2 separate regions of the Sus scrofa genome follow, and region 1 is linked to region 2. A link is a contact called in public Hi-C data. All regions are on one chromosome and are shown on one strand. Each heading gives the region's core, a stretch centred on a gene start, on an enhancer-like site or on the middle of the called end of the contact. The rest is flanking DNA. Distances are from core to core; before and after follow the strand shown.

Region 1 (2,710 bases), core at 49-2,548, 190 kb after region 2:
TACAAGCTCTCTTTTCTTCTTGTAGGCAACATCCTGATGACACCAGTGGTGGTTCAGACTCTTAATAGGAGCAGTAGAAATGACCGAAGTGCCTGGATGCCAACTCTAAGTCAGAGGTGGAGTTAACAGGACCTTGGATTGATAGGATGGGGAGGCTACTGGCTAATGGTTGGTCTCTCCTTCCTACATGTCAAAAAACTTGTATTATCCTTGGAGTTCCCTTCATGGCTCAGTGGTTAACAAGGCCGACTAGGATCCATGAGGATGTGGGTTCCATCCCTCAGTGGGTTAAGGATCCGGCGTTTCGGTGAGCTGTGGTGTAGGTCACAGACACGGCTCGGATCTGGTGTTGCTGTGGCTGGGGCATAGGCCAGCAGCTACAGTTCGGATTCCACCCCTAGCCTGGGATCTTCCATATGCCACGGGTGGGGCCCTAAAAAGCGAAAAAAAAAAAAAAAAAAAAAACCCCAAAACACACACACAAAACCCCTTGTATTATCCTTAAAAGAACTCTTTCTTTTAAATTCCATACCCATTCCAGCCACAAACTATTTGCTCCACCTTCAAAGTTAACTTAGAATCTGAGTTATTTCTGTTTTCTCGCTTCCACCGTTCCCCTCCTTGTCCGTTATCTACTCACCAGTCTGAATATCCTGTTAACAGTCAGGGCATGCCATTTCCCTGATTACGACACTCCAGTGGCTTCTCATTTTGTCAGAGTAAAGCCAAGTTCTTTAAAACTGCACACCCCATAACACGCACCGCGTTGACTTTTTTCTCTTTAGCCCAGCATGTGCTTTTACTTACTATTGTTTGTTTCCTTCAGACAATCAAATGAGGTTTATGAGGGCAAGGGCTTCAGCCCATCGTCCTCAGCGCCCATTTACAATTTATTAAATGATGAATGAATGAATGGGTCAAGTCCTTTATTAATCCTTCCCTTGGAGTTCCGGTCTTGGCACAGTGGAAACGAATCCGACTAGAAACCATGAGGTTGCGGGCACCCTGGCCTCGTTCGGTGGGTTAAGGATCCGGCATTGCCGTGAGTTGTGGTGTAGGTCGCAGACACTCGGCTCGGATCTGGTCTTGCTGTGGCTCTGGCGTAGGCCGGCAGCAACAGCTCGGATTAGACCCCTGGCCTGGGAACCTCCATATGCCGCGGGTGCGGCCCTCAAAAGACAGAAAAAAAAAATCCTTTCCAATCTCGCTTCCAGCCCAGGGAATCCATTAGTCACGCCCCTGAAACTTGACCACGCCCCGGGGACACTACGCATGCTCTGTCCCTAGCCAGCCCACCTCCGTGCTGAATCGGCACAAACCATTTCTACTCGTCCTACCGAGTGGGTAGGCCGCAGAAAATCTCTCGCAGGGGAAGGATGGAAGTTGCCCTTCCGCTTTCCTGAGGAATGCTCATAGACTCCGACTGACGTATGAGTATGAACTCTGGCACAGGTGATAACTCGCGCTTCCGTAGCTCCTCATTCTGTGGAGCCTCTGACTGGATTTCCACCCCCCCGGTGCTGCGTTGGTGTCGTCCGACCCGGTCACGTGGGTGATAAGATGGCGGCCCCCAGAGCACTCTGTGAGCGTCGAGGTTGGTGAAGAGGTGGTGGCAGCGGCGGGAGCCGGACGGTCTGGTAGGTCTTTCGATCTGGGAGCTCGCTGGAGCGTTCTGGCGGCGGGGAGCACAGGGTGGGGTCCAGGCCTGGCGAGCGGGAAAGAGGAGGGCGCCTCATTTGGAATCCCGGCGCTGTTCGTTGGCTGGTGGGGGAGAGTAAAAAGGCCTCCTCCGACAGGTCCCGGCGAGATCTTTCCCCTTAGTTCTGGAGACCCTATCTCTGAGGATCCATTCGCTGAAGAGTCAAAGTGTGGGGCGGGGGTCCCAGATAGGGCGACTCCTTTCTCGGGGTTCTGGAAAAACCAGCCTGTGAGGGGTCCAGTACTGGGGATCCACGTAAACAGTTCTAGAGACATCCAGATGCTAGGAGACTCTTCCAAAGAGCTTTGAGAAGCCTGTCCTCGCTGGGGGATCCTGCAAGCAGCCCTGAGGTATGCCTTGTCGGAGCGATCCCTCTTTGAGAAAGGTATCTGTCAGAAGTCTTTTTGTTGGGAATTCTTGGTTTAGAGGGGCCAGATTTCGGGGATCCTGAACTCTTCATCCCTTACTAATTCTTCGTGTCTGTCTCTAAGACACACCTTCGCAAGAGTGAGCGGATCCCCAGATTCTGACTTGGCTGAGGGCGGGTCCTCCAACCCCACGCCCACACCCTTGAAAAATGGGCCTGAGGTATGAGTGGCAGGCTTCAAGTGGTTAGGTGTACCTCCTTTGTCCTTCAGAGCACAAAGATGGGTGTTGGACTCCCTGCTGGTATTTTAATACCAGCGCTGGTTTATCAAGTGCATCCTAAGTGCCATCATGGTACTCAGTGCTCTATGAACATAACTTCATTCATAGCAACTCTGTGAGGTTGATGTGCCCGATGTTACAGATGATACAGAGTTATACTGTGTATAAAGCGCTTAGTACCGTGTCTGGCAGACACTGGATGGTCAATTCATTCAAGGGCACTTTTTGAATACCTGCTACCATGGTGACAGACGCTGTGCTAGGTCTTGGGGTCATGGCAAGGAAGAAAATAGTGTGTGTCTCTCCTTTGTGTCTTGAGGGAGGCCCTGCATAAATCAGGAGTCAGGAGTCCTGAGTCCTGTC
Region 2 (2,772 bases), core at 246-2,745:
TAGCATATGGAGGTTCCCAGGCTAGGCGTCGAATCGGAGCTGTAGCCACCGGCCTACGCCAGAGCCACAGCAACGCGGGATCCGAGCCGCGTCTGCAACCTACACCACAGCTCACGGCAACGCCGGATTGTTAACCCACTGAGCAAGGGCAGGGACCGAACCCGCAACCTCATGGTTCCTAGTCGGATTCATTAACCACTGCGCCACTGGGAACTTCTATCATTCTTAATATAATAAGTGAACACATAGATTCCCAGCATGGTTCTTTGTATGATTCCAAGCATGTGGCTTCAGCCTTCTTAGTTCCTGTATTCTCATGTGTAAATGGGGATGATAATAGTTTCCATCTGGTTGATCAATATTATCAAATATTTATTGTCTTCTAGGTGTAAGGTTCTGTGTAGGGTACTGGGAATATATTGGTTTTAAAAAAAAGCAAACAGAAACAGTCCCTAACTTATGGACTTATGGAGACGTTGCATGTGAAGGCTTTAGCACTGAGTTTGTCATTTAGAAACATTACTGGAGTTCCCATCGTGGCTCAGTGGAAACGAATCCGACTAGGAAACATGAAGTTGTGGGTTCGATCCCAGGCTTCACTCAGTGAGTTAAGGGTCAGTGTTGCAGTGAGCTGTGGTGTAGGTTGCAGTTGCGGCTTGGCTGGCTGTGGCTGTGGCATTGGCTGGTGGTGACAGCTCTGATTCTACCCCTAGCCTGGGAACCTCCATATGCCACGGGTGCTACCCTAAAAAGACACACACACACAAAATATTATTATGTATAACAATTTTTTACTACGTTATACATAATGTTATATATCATAAGTATTTTTACATTGCATATTATTATTACTTGTCATAACATCTATTTATTTAAAAGTAACATTAATATATAATATCACACATAATTTATATACTGTGGATTAAATTACTTATTTTTATGTAACTTATTATTTATCTTAAACATGCAACATATGTAATATAAACGTTACTCTTAATATGATAATTTTATTTATTTTATTTTTGTCTTTTTGCCATTTCTTGGGCTGCTCCTGCGGCATATGGAGGTTCCCAGGCTAGGCGTCGAATCGGAGCTGTAGCCACTGGCCTACGCCAGAGCCACAGCAACCCGGGATCCGAGCCGCGTCTGCAACCTACACCACAGCTCACGGCAACGCCGGATGGTTAACCAACTGAGCAAGGGCAGGGACCGAACCCGCAACCTCATGGTTCCTAGTCGGATTCGTTAACCACTGCGCCACGACGGGAACTCCAATATGATAATTTTAAACTGTAATTATTTACACTCAGTACCTATAATAACGGTGTTCCATACCAAAGCAATATTTAAGTGATGGGAAGGTGCTGCCCTTTTACCCCCTGGGCGCGTGAGGGCGCTCGCGGTGCTCCGGGGGCCAGGGAAGCACGCAGGCCCCGCCCCCAATCCCCGATTGGCTGCGCGCGCGATGCGCGATGGCGCAACGCCTGGCCCCGCCCTGGCCCCGCCCCTCGCTCCCTGGGCCCGACCCCCCTCCCTGCTCTCTTTAGCCGGTGGTGGTTGTTGTTCAGCGGCGGCGGCCGCAGCTTCGGTCGTAGCCTCCGGCCGCCTGCCCGCCGGCAGGTCCGCACGCGGCCATGGAGTTGGAGGTGCCGGACGAGGCGGAGAGCGCCGAGGCCGGGGCTGTGACCTCGGAGGCGGCCTGGGCGGTGGAGAGCGGTGCGGCAGCAGGTAACGGTTCCGGACCTCCCTCCCTCTCTCCCCGCTCCCCGAATGGACCCGCCTGCCCCCCCCGCCGCGGCCCAGTGGACCCGTCCGAGCCCTGGAGGGGCGTCGGGACCCACAGCGGGGAAGCCGGAACGGAACGTTCCACTCGGGGGCGCTCGCGGGGGTGATGGATCGCCCCACTTCAGGACCGGGGGATGCGCCTCCCGGGGCCAGAGGGAGGATGGAAAGCCCCGCCTTGGGGGCTCCGGGTGGTGCCTCCTGTTCCAGGGGTCTTTGCAGAAGACGCCGGTCTGGGGGCGGGGGCGGGCACAGAGCCCCATTCTGGGAGGCAGTGGGTGGAGCAGCCCCCTTTGGAGGCATGTAGGCAAGATGGGTTCTCACCTCTGGGGAATGAGACCCCTGTTTAGGACGCGCAGCGGGTGGGTGCACTGCCTCCTCGTGAGGGCGCTTGGGGACGACATCCCACCCAGTCTTGTTGTCGGGGGCTGCTACACATGTGGGATAGTGGACTACCCCCGTTCCGGTGGAGGGCCCCGCCTCCAAGGGGTGACGCTGTCCCAGATGTTCCCCACTGCCTGGACCCACTGCTGAGGGCCTCCCACCCTGCGGGTATCAGCTTCCGGGCCTCACCCCTTCCCCTTCAGGCGGTCACGCTGTGGGCGCGTCTTATTGGTCGTGAAGGGCAGGGGCTGCTGTGGTGGAAGTGAGGGGTCTTGGAGGCCAGCTGGGTCAGCCTCCTGACTCCCTTATCATTTTTTGTGGAATTCACCAGATCCGGTTTCTAGTGCACTGACCACTCCTGCCCTTTCTGGGCCTCAGTTTACCTTCCTATAACAGGAGGGGGGTAGGGGGATGACATCTCCAGGCACCTTCAGTGCCAGGGCTCTGCAAGCAGAGGGGGGAGGAGGAGCGCCCCCCTCCCTTTCTCTCTGGATGCTGGGGGGCTACCATGGCGCTGTAGGGTCACTGCTTTCTTGTGTCCCTCTCCTTGGCAGGCCTCCCTCATCCTCTAGTATGGCAGGTTTGGGGAGGGAGGCAGCCTTGCTC

Evidence for each region. Hi-C and Micro-C count contacts between places; a contact is called where the count stands out from the background.
Region 1: a contact with region 2 is called in a Hi-C map of skeletal muscle, with 9 times the contacts expected there. The contact joins the promoter of DOHH here to the promoter of PIP5K1C in region 2. A contact is called at or near these places in 2 of 5 promoter capture datasets (fetal skeletal muscle and liver), 19 of 47 Hi-C or Micro-C datasets (alveolar macrophages, brain, embryonic fibroblasts and 11 more) and 1 of 2 datasets of contacts at active chromatin or transcription factors (alveolar macrophages).

What each region holds. Positions count from the first base shown.
Region 1 is chr2:75,163,238-75,165,947 of Sscrofa11.1, forward strand. It overlaps DOHH (deoxyhypusine hydroxylase), which reads left to right and starts at 1,299. Exons shown (of 5, transcript XM_003123042.4): 1 at 1,299-1,637. It also overlaps a transcript of FZR1 not described here.
Region 2 is chr2:74,975,771-74,978,542 of Sscrofa11.1, forward strand. PIP5K1C (phosphatidylinositol 4-phosphate 5-kinase type-1 gamma) reads left to right here and starts at 1,496. Exons shown (of 18, transcript XM_021084102.1): 1 at 1,496-1,728. The coding sequence starts at 1,635.